Regions from separate parts of the Canis lupus genome. Here region 1 is linked to region 2. A link is a contact called in public Hi-C data. All regions are on one chromosome and are shown on one strand. Each heading gives the region's core, a stretch centred on a gene start, on an enhancer-like site or on the middle of the called end of the contact. The rest is flanking DNA. Distances are from core to core; before and after follow the strand shown.

Region 1 (5,613 bases), core at 1,041-3,540, 200 kb before region 2:
TACTTGGCTGGGTGCTTTCATAGCTGGATGTGTTTCCTTAGCCACAAATGGCAAGACAGGACCTACCTTTCAGGGTTGCTACTAGACCCAAATGATGGGCACTCAATCCGGAGAAGTTACCACCCATCTGCCAAGGGACTGGCCCAGGTATACCTCCACTCTGGCTTCCTTCATGCATCTCCCCACCTCAACCCCAACCTTCGCAGCTTTAATGTCTTGAAGCTTTTTATTGTTACTGCTGCCAATATTATTAATGTTTAGGGAAATATAAGGAAGATCATTAATTACTCTAAAGCAAATCATTTTGCCTGAGGATTCAAAGAGGGGGAAAAATTACTTTACGTAGGCTTTCTTGCTCCCTCATGTCATTTTCTTTGTTGAAAGGTCACATAACTTAGCCTACAAACATTGGGCTAAAAAATCATCTCACAAATAATTGCACTTGTATTTTGCCACAATCTGGGATAGCAAAGATATTTAGGCTAAATGATAATATTTAGTTTAAAAAAAAGAGGCTAGGGATCCCTGGGTGGCGCAGTGGTTTAGCGCTTGCCTTTGGCCCAGGGCACGATCCTGGGTCTCCAGGATCGAATCCCACGTCGGGCTCCCGGTGCATGGGGCCTGCTTCTCCCTCTGCCTGTGTCTCTGCCTCTCTCTCTCTCTCTCTCTGTGACTATCATAAAAAAAAAAAAAAAAAAAAGAGGCTAAAAAAAAAAAAAAAGCCTTGGTGCAATCATCTTAAGCTCGAAAAAACAAATGGTTAGATTTTTATAACACTGATATTTTTATCATATAGTCAGAGTTAGAGATTACTAGTTGGAATTAATTTCAAGTGCAGATGTGAGCTCGATTTCTGTGAAGTGCATTTACAGATCCAGGTGAATATATAAAATGCAAAAGTCTCTACTTTATCTTTGTTCTCAATCTAGATGAGAGTGAGTTTATATATCACCTATATGAATAAATAAAATGGCTAGTTCCAAGAAGTTTCCTGGTTATCTATATATGTAGACTTTAAGAACTAAGAACTCAGTATTTTTTTTTTATCCTGTCGCGACCTTTAATTTCAGAAAAGTACTATTCCCACATTTTCCTCTAGGAGTCAGCCAGGGACCATCACTGAATTAAAGGACCGGAAGGAGGTTGGGAGCCACACAAAGGAATTTCCAACAGCTTGTGGTAATAGTGTCAGACGGGTGATGTGTTTTTTGATGTTTACAAGAATTCTCATTATGTGTTTCTTTTATTTAAGAGGAATAAACAGATTTTGAAAGCTTTGGAGAAAAAAATTTAAGGAAAAATCTTGGAGAAAGAAGTGAAAAGTTCAGTTTAATAAATCTGTTTCAATCAAATAGAAAATTATTATAACATCATAGTGGATAAAATATATTAAATAGATGTATTTTCATTGCCACTGGGAGCAATGTGGCTCAGACTTGCTCTCTGCACCCAGACAGACCTGGGTTTGACTCAGGCTCAGTCATTTACTAGTTGCGTAAACTTGGGCAGTGCACCTTAATGTCACTGAGCTTTTATTCCTCTAAGATGGGGAGAATAAGACTTTCTCAGAAGGTGTTTTGCTGAGGGTGAAATATAAAGTAGTTAGCACATTGTGTGTGTGCTCAAGAAGTTGTACCTGAAAAAAGCAATGTTTAGATTCTAAAAGGGTCAGGAATTTGGGTTAAAAAGTGCAATTCTATTGTGACTATATGAACCATTTTAAGGCATAAAGGGAAAACTGCCTGGAATACACACATCTTGCGTGGGAGAAAGAGGACAGGTATGCAAGCTAGTCTGGTTTCGTAATGGCCTTTCAGAATCCTCTGGCAGCTCTGATTTTCCCAGGAGACAGGTGAACCATAGGGGCATATCAAAGACACTTTGTCATTGCTCAGAAGGGCATTCCACGGCACAGGGCCAGCAACCCAATAACTAACCATGAAGAAAACACAGTCACTTCTGTGCATGAGCTACCTTACACCTCTTAACACCCTGATGAAATGAGACTCATGCCTAACACAAAGCACACACCTATGCACATTCATTTCCTGGACACGAGATCAATGCTGACAGCCCCTGAGAATAAGCTTCAAACGTTTTTCAAAATACACAGCAACATAGACTCTCCTTTCTCAGAAATGTTCCCGTTCCTTATTTTCCCTCCCAAGTTCTATTCTCATGCCCCCTATCCCACCTTCTGCTCTGCGTCACTCCTCCCCCAGCCAGCAAGGAGCGTTTCACCATCCACATGGACCATCCATCCTCCGCCCTCACCATGCCACTTTATCTCTGCTGACCTTGCCCTCCACACCGGATCAGCGACACACAATCACAGCAGCCCCCAGGACCTTAGCACCCAGAACCGCTTGGACTCAGAGACAGGGACTCTAAGTCTCTTACAGACCTCTGCATTTCCATCTCCCCACTTTTAACTCCTGCTGAGCCAGTTCTTGGACTCTTCAGGCCAGCAGTCCTTCATGTGCCTATTCTCCCCATGAGCTTCACTCTCAGCTCAGCCTGGAAATCCTGCTCGGTCTCGCAACTGTGCAGCTTGGCTGGTTCCCTCTGTGCCACTGATCTTCCTTCCACTACAGAGTAGCTCTGCTGAGCCTCACCTCGGGGAACCCCCTGCACTATGCTTCCTCAGCACTAGTTTCCAACTTGCTGAGTGGATTTCTTTTTTTCTTTTTATTTCTTAAAAGATTTTTAAATTTGTTTATTTGACAGAGAGAGAGAGAGCAAGAAAATGCACACAAACAAGGCGGGTGGCAGGGAGAGGGAGAAACAGACGCCCTACTGAGCAGGGAGCCTGACCCGGGACTCGATCCCAGGATCCCGGGATCATGACCTGAGCCAAAGGCAGATGATTAACCAACTGAGCCACCCAGGCGCCCCACTGAGTGGATTTCTAAATGACCACATCACACTAATCCACGGTGACCCCCTTCATTCAGGTCTTAGATGCACAAATTATTTTAGTCATCCCTGCATTTCCCTCAGCAAGTATTCTGAGCTTTTCCACTTTCCCTCAGGCGCCCAGACCCACCTGGGCTCCCCCCAGACACACGACACCATCACCAACTCCAGTGAAAGCCAACTCTTCACCAACTCTTTACCTTCACTCAAGTCCAGCTCAAAGGTTCTCTATCCTGTCTCATCTTTCTTCTCTCCCAGCTCTGCGAAGGAGATTTCTACCTTCCCAGACTCTTCTCTCCCCCAGCACTCCTGATCCTACCCTCTTGGCACCCCAGGGTGGACGCTAAAGAGCACCCCCCTCACGTATCGTTATGCTCTCCTTTCCTTTTTCCTCCCACGGACCACTGTCGTGTCCACCGTGTTCGTCACCTACACCAAATGTCTTGCTTTGATCTCACCTCTCTCAAACCACCACCTGTATCTTTTCTGAACTCTGTTAAAGAAGTTTGCACCCAGTACCCTGCCACTCCTTCATTTCCTTCCTTCCTCCCTCTCTCCTCCCTCCTTCCTCTTTCTCTTTTTCTTTCTTTCTCTCTCTTAAAGATTTCACTTATTTATTCATGAGCAACACACAGAGAGAGGCAGACACACAGGCAGTGGGAGAAGCAGGCTCCCTGAGGGAAGCCGGATGCAGTACTCGATCCCTGGGATCGTGATCGACCCTGGGATCACCACCTGAGCCAAAGGCAGATGATCAACCGCTGCGCCACCCAGGCGCCCCTCATTTCCACTTTTCAATGCACTGCAAACTCTCCCTGACTTGCCAAACTGAAGATCTGTTTCTGTTTGAATCTGTTGTGACGGCCGTAGCACTTGGGCCTGCTGTTAGCCTCTCCCTCTTTGAAATCCTTTCTTTTCTTTGTCACCACACCTTTCTCCCTCGGTTCTCCTACTGCCTCCCTGGTCACTCTCCCCTGCTGATTCTTGAAGTCTCCACCTGCTTGCAGATCACTTAGGTGTTGCGATTCCCAGGGGTTCTTTCCTTCGCACACATTTATGGGCCATCCTATCCAAGCTCAGGGCTGCAATTACTGTCTGCGTCAAGAGCCTCCGGATTGGCAGCTCACGAGACCGGAATTTCCACCTGGGTTGACTCGCCTCCTCACACGCAACACTGAGAGCTCCTGCTTGCTCCCACCCAACCCGGTCCTCCCCTTGGCAGCTTAGCTCAGAACTCAGCACCGTCCTCTGGGCCCAACCCCTGACTCATCCCTGACTCCTATTTCTCTCTCTTCTCATGCACCTGCTGGGCCACATATTATTCCCTCTGCCTCTGCGAGAGCTTTTGCCTCTGCTCCCCTCGGTGGCTAGGGCTCCCTGCAAGCACCCCTCATCTCTTTTCTAGCCCATGATGGTGGCTTGCTAATTCTTCTCCTCCCTCCAGTGTCACTCCTTCAGCTCATTTATCACACTATCCCTAAAGTTACACTCTCAGAAAATAGGGGCAACTATGCTGTATGTTGGTAAATTGAACACCAATAAAAAATAAATTTATTTTTATTTTTATTTTTTTTAAATTTTTATTTATTTATGATAGTCACACAGAGAGAGGCAGAGACACAGGCAGAAGGAGAGGCAGAGACACAGGCAGAGGGAGAAGCAGGCTCCATGCACCGGGAGCCTGACGTGGGATTCGATCCCGGGTCTCCAGGATCGCGCTCTGGGCCAAAGGCAGGCGCTAAATCGCTGCGCCACCCAGGGATCCCAAAAAATAAATTTATTAAAAAAAATAGGGGCGACCATGCCATCCCCTTCCTCCAAAGCCTTCAGTAGTTTCCTACCACCGATACAATCAGACTCCTTAGTGTGTGCCTTCAAAGACCTCTCAGTCCAGCAGAGCACTCCTTAGTGTGTGCTTTCTACTTCTCCAGCCTCACCGCCTACTCCATCTCCTCAGGACTCAGCCCTTCCACCTAGGCACCATCTCTGTGCTGTGAACATGGTACACACATTTGTATCTCTTTGTTTATGTTTATGCTATTCCCTCAACTTGGTTTTCCTCTTCTTCCACTTACTAAAAATATTCCTCATCCTTCAAGACTGAGCTAAAACGTATTCCCTTCCTTCCCAAGCTTAACTGTCATTGAACACTTTATCCTTCCATAACGCTTGGCTTATACCTCTATTAATTCATCCTCGTTAGCAGTTTGTTTTATATATGGCTAGCTCCCTCATCTACAAACTCCTTCACAGATGAGTCTGTACCCTCTTTTCCGAGCATTCCCACAAAACTTAAGCTAGCTCTATTCACAATAGGCGCTTAGTGTTGCTTCGAATACTCCTCACAACTACATTCTACTAATTCCTTAGAAATTTTCTTATAGACTTTTCCTTATTTTTAACTTGCTCAAGCCCAAAAAGAAAATATAACAACAACAACAACAATAAAACCCTGAGCACCTGGGTGGCTCAGTCAGTTCAGCATTCCGCTCAGGTCATGCTCTCAGGACCCTGGGATCAAGCCCTGCATTGCACTACATGCTGAGTGGGGAGTCTGCTTGAGGATTCTGTCCCTCTCCCATTGCCCCTCCCCCTCATTGCTTTCTCTCTCTCTAAAATAAATAAATCCTTAAAAAATATATCCAAAAAACCTTTGACAATCTCCCTATATGTGAATCTTCTTAATATACCTGATAG
Region 2 (5,261 bases), core at 727-3,226:
AAAAAAAATGGATTGCAGCCATTAAGAAACAGTATAGATCTAGGAATTGTTTTCAGTTTACTAAGAGCTCAAAAGATTTAGTGCCACTCAAGCATTCCCCATGTGTATGTGTCAGACTCTGAACCATTAAATCTTAATTAAATCACTTAAAAATCATATCCTCAAAGGAGAGCCAAATAGTACTGGTTATTCTTGGTTTCGAAAAATTATGTTGCTGCTTTCTATTGATTTGTTTAAAAGTGATTGTTTAACCTCTTTGCAGTACAGATCGAGTCTCCCATGGAAATATTTAAGCTTCTACCTGGTAATATCATCTATATTAAAGTCACTGAAAGAACTGGTACCCATGGTACAGAGGGAGGTGAGCAGGGAAAACTGATCAAGGAAAGCATGATTTTTAGGTCAGGGATTGGACTTTGAGATAATTGTTTCTCACTCTGTCCCTCATCAGGGAGCTTCAGAGAGCAGATGCGGGACAGAAAGGGATGGTCAGGCAGTGATGGCTGTAGAGGACCTACTGAGGAAGAGGTCAGCGAGATGGGACAACTCTGGGGACATTTCTTTGGGTGGGGTTTGGTGGCTTGACAGGGGCCTCAAATAGGACCAAAAGGAAAGCGAAGAATTAGGAATCCGGACTCAAAGACAGTGAAGGGTCATATGTCAAACCATCACTTTCGTATCTAAGTCTTGAATATTGTGGCTCAAATAAATATCCCTGGGAGGCGAGGGGGAGGGAGCACGAAGCTTTAGAAACTCTCTGGTTCATGCACATCACTTTAGGGGAAGCCAAGGGCAGCAGAGCTGGAGCAGCCTGCTCAGGTCTCAAGTCAGGACAGAGGTTTCTTATTCCCCGACATGAAGGGCTTGGAAAGGTTTCAACAAGCGACTACTCAAAGTCCAAAGCCTATAAATTCTTTAAAAGTAAGCCAACCACAGAAACTGAGAAGCCAGCTGATTTTAACACTTGATAACTATTTTCATAACATTGCACGACCTTTCTAGGCCCGGAGTTCTGTGAGATGACAAATTTGACCTGGAGTCAACATTCTGGAACGCCTCCCGGCTGAAGAACGAAACGCGAGGTAGTCCTGTATCCGCCCGGTCGGAAACCCCCGACCCCGCCGTCCCCGAGCTCCACCTAGCCTTCTGTGATGCCTGGCGTGGGACTCCCACTCAGCGACTTCAAAAATATGTGCGGGAGCCACGGCCGCTGGGGGGTGGTCCACGGGAGCGTGGAGGAGCAAGCAGACCTCCAGCAAGCAGACCCCAGCACCCGCGCCGGCCCTCGTGGCTGCAACGCCGCGCACGAAACCGCAGACCCTGGAGTTCCCCGGGTCGGAAGCCTCCGCACGCTCCTGGTTTAGGAACCAGGCTCTCAACGGAGGACACAAAGGAGGCTGGCTGTCGGGCACCCCCCGCACCCCCGCCCCCCCCGCCCCGGCCGAGCGGTTCCTACCAGGGCGGGGGTCCCCCGAGCCCGGCGCGGCGCCCCGGCCTCTGACTCCCGCCGCGGTTCGCGGGCCCCGGGAGGCCGGGTAGACCTCGGGGGCCTGTCCCATCGCCGCGTCGCGCGCTCGGACCACCTTGGGGCTGGGCTCTGCGACATCCCGGGGGACGCGGGAAGCCCTTCCCGGGGCCGGCGGGGGGCGGGACCGCGGCGCCGGCAGATGCAGGCTGCGCCCGGGCTGCGGCCGGCACTCGGGGGCCCGGGGACCCGCGCCCGGGCGGCGGCGGGTCGCCCCCTCCAGGCGGCGGCGGGCAGCGGGCAGCGGGCCCCGGGTCCCCGCGGCGGGGGCGCGCTCCGGGAAGCACCGTCTGCCCGCACCCCGGGGGGGCCCACGCTCCGCCCGCCGCCACCTGCGGATTAGGGGGCCGGGCCGAGGCTCCCGGGGCTCCCGGCGAGCGGTCCCGTCCCTGGAAGACGACCCCGGGGGTCGGGGCGCAGCCGGCGCTTACCCGGAGACGCGCGGCTCCAGCGCGGGGGCCGCGCTCGCAGGTCGGCGGGGGTGAAGCTGCGCGGCGCGGGCTCGGGCTCCGGCCCGGCTCCGGCCCGGCTCCGGCTCCGGCTCCGGCTCGCGCTCCGGCTCCGGCTCCGGCTCCCGCTCCCGCTCCGGCTCCGGCTCCGGCCCCGGCTCCCGCTCCCGCTCCGGCTCCGGCTCCGGCCCCGGCTCCCGCGCTCGCGGAGCGCCCTGCACCGCCGCTCGGGCTCGGACTTCCTCTTCCTCGGCTCGGCCGCGCCCGAACCCGCCCCTCCCAGCGCCGAGATGCGGGCTCCGCCGCCGGGAGCAGCGGATCTTCGGTCCCTCCTCCCCGCGGCCCGGGGCGAGCAAGGTGGGGAGGAGGAGGGGGGCGCCGAGGAGCGAGATCAAGCACTTGGACTTGTCACTGGAGCGTTGCCAAAGAGCGCAGTCAAATTACAACCCCTGGGGAATTTTTTTTTTTTTTTTTTTTTTTTTTTTTTTTAAATCCCAGCTACCGTTTTCGCAGACACATCATTTTTTTCTTCATTTTCCGGGATCTTCGGGTCTAGCTTTCTCTTGGACGTGATAATTTCCCTTCGATTTCCTTAAAATAATACCCCCAAATCATTTTTTAAAGTCAACATTCTAGTATTGCACAGAAGCTTTGGGGTAATACTATGCAAAAAGGGGGGGGGGAAGCTCAGGTTTTCAGGCATCATTACCCTAATCACCTGAGTTAATGTACCAAATAACTTTTGCTTAGAGAAAGTAAAAGTGAAAAGGAGAGAAGTCTAACCTTTGTAATAGCCTGATAAATGTTTAAAGGCGCCGGCTCTGTAGTAAAATTATGACTTCAGTCAAAGGTGCCTAGGATCACCGCCAAAGGCATGCGAAGTGGTTTCTTAACACTTATCCCGTCAAAAGCAGACATACCCTGTTTGCCTGTTGACTCCACGAGGTTTTGTAATTTGTAGGAATGCATGCCCACATTACTTGTTTACAGACCTTAAGCTTTACCAGTTATTAGCTTTGTGACCTTGAGCAAATTAGTTAACTTCTCTGTGTCTCATCTGTAAAAGGGAGATAGTGATGGTAGTGCCTACCTTGGAGCTGCTGTGTGTGAGTTAAACAAGGTAATGTTCAGGAAAGGCTTAGGAGTCTAAACCTGGATAGATAGATAGATAGATAGATAAATAAATAAATAAATAAATAAATAAATAAACAAACAAACCTGGATAATAAAGCTTAGACACATGTTAGCTGTTACTGTTGTCAATTTTCTCCCTTTTTGTCTGCTTTTATGCATGTACATGAACGTTATAATAAAAATCTGAAACAAAATACGGTTTTGTGCAGTAAGAAAACACAGTGTCACAGTTCTCTCCCTACAATGTGCGGTTTATGCTCAGTTTTACAATTTATTTTGCCTCCACGACTGACTTATATTACCTTAAGCGATGAGACTGGGTTATGCTTGGACTACATTACCACGGAAGATTTGCAGTGAGACTAAAACAGATATTTGCCATCTTCAAAGCATCATTTCAGATGGGCTTGCAATAACCTTGTGAGGTCCATGAGACAGGTGCTAGCTTCTTTCCACAGACAGGAAATGGAGGCTTGGGAGGCTTACTCAGGACCCTTTCCAGTACACGGAGCACACACAAAACCTTGCCAATCACCCCATCTCTCTATGCTGTTACTCACAGTAGAAGTGAATGGGAATACCTCACACGTGTATAACACATTTGTAAACTAGTACCACACGGATGGTCTTTATCACTCCTGGGAGGTATGTGCCGGTCTCACAGGACACTCAAAGAGCCTCAGGCTCAAAGAAGCTAATTGATGTGTGTATTTGTCTTCCCGGTAGGGTGTTGGGGACAACTTGGAGAAGGGGCTAGAACTAGAACTAGGGTTTCCCAATTCCTGGCAAAATGCTTTCTCTGCTACTCTACTCCCTTATCCCACATACTCACACATTTCTTAGCACAGTTGACTTAGAGAAGCAGTGTGACCTGACCGCCAGCTGCAGACTGTCACCTACTAGCTGCTTACCCTTAGGCAGATAACAGTTCTGAACTTTGGTTCTTTATCTTTGGAATGGTTATTATTCAGTTCATCTCAGTTTATTAATGAGGTGAAACGTGGGAGGTAGAAAGTAGAAACAGGTTCACGGAATATCTTCTATTGATACTGAGCGCCAAGTGCAGCACCAGGCACCTAATCTGCATTGTCATTCCTGATTTCCCAAATGAATGCACTCCACCCTGCAGATCATCAGAGGAGATCTTGAGATCACCTGGTCTATCACGCCGCATATCTAGTTTATTTGTGTGTGCCCAGCACTTTGTGCCTAACACAATAGATATAAAAAGTTCCGTGGGTGGGTAGGTGGTGGGATGGATGAAAGAAAGAGAAATGCAAGAGTTGTAAACATGCTATTATGTAGCTAGCATTCCATGTTAGTGATGTGCTACTCTCTCCTTTAAGGAAAAGAATCCAATGGAATGACTTCCTAATGGTGCATCTAGAAACAGGAAGATTCTTTGGGTGAGAGCTTTTTTTTATTATTAATTCCAACGATAGTCAAGCTCAAACAAGGGAAAAAGAAACCACTTAAAAATATTTAAGAAAGAGAGATTTTATGCAAGGACTCGATTCCACAAGTGATGGAAGAACCAAGAATCCAAAAGGAGAGATGATGAGGAAGTCCAGAAATTACCAACAGCAGAAAACCAACCTCCATTCCCCTAGGTTGGAGAGGCAGAGAGAGGGATTGTTATAAAGGGAACCTGTCTTTGAGAGCCAGAACCTGCCTTAGATACTTGCAGAAATGGGGAGAAACACCCTGGTTTTTCCCTTCCCTTGCCCTACAATCCAGCATGGGTTGAACGCAGCTGACAGGGGAACTCAGAATATTCAGCCGATAGGGGTGCCCCATTGCCTTTCCTGTAATCCTATGATACTGAGCAGAAAAAGGAGGATCTGAGGACAGCCAGCCTAGGCCTAGCATATCCCTCACAGCATACCTGTTCCTACTCAGATAAGATGGGTCTACCAATTATACTTCTGCAGAAGAAATGCTCTGGCTTTTTAAGATTATTGAGTGTCCCCCATAGCATCTCATTCACTCCTCATACAGACCTGGTAAGATAGTTACTATAATCCTTAAACTACATACAAGGTCACAGGGATTCAGGAAGTTTCAGTGATTCGGTCAAGGCCACACAGCCATACATGGTGGAGCAGGTTTTAGCTCTCCTGCATGTCCCACTAACTCAGCTGTTTCTAATGAAA

What was found. A called contact is a pair of places that touch in the nucleus more often than the background predicts.
Region 1: a Hi-C map of skin fibroblasts shows a contact between it and region 2, with 2.3 times the contacts expected there. The contact joins the enhancer-like site here to the promoter of PLEKHG1 in region 2. A contact is called at or near these places in 2 of 9 Hi-C or Micro-C datasets (amygdala and skin fibroblasts).

The regions. Positions count from the first base shown.
Region 1 is chr1:41,678,953-41,684,565 of UU_Cfam_GSD_1.0, reverse strand. All of the region lies in intron 11 of PLEKHG1 (pleckstrin homology domain-containing family G member 1), which reads right to left. Among named protein-coding and RNA genes, the nearest start is that of MTHFD1L, 35 kb to the left of the region's middle. Within about 2 kb of position 2,290, at least 4 of the 20 cell types and tissues checked have an H3K27ac peak or open chromatin away from gene starts, as enhancers often do.
Region 2 is chr1:41,478,540-41,483,800 of UU_Cfam_GSD_1.0, reverse strand. PLEKHG1 (pleckstrin homology domain-containing family G member 1) reads right to left here and starts at 1,976. Exons shown (of 17, transcript XM_038526322.1): 1 at 1,957-1,976.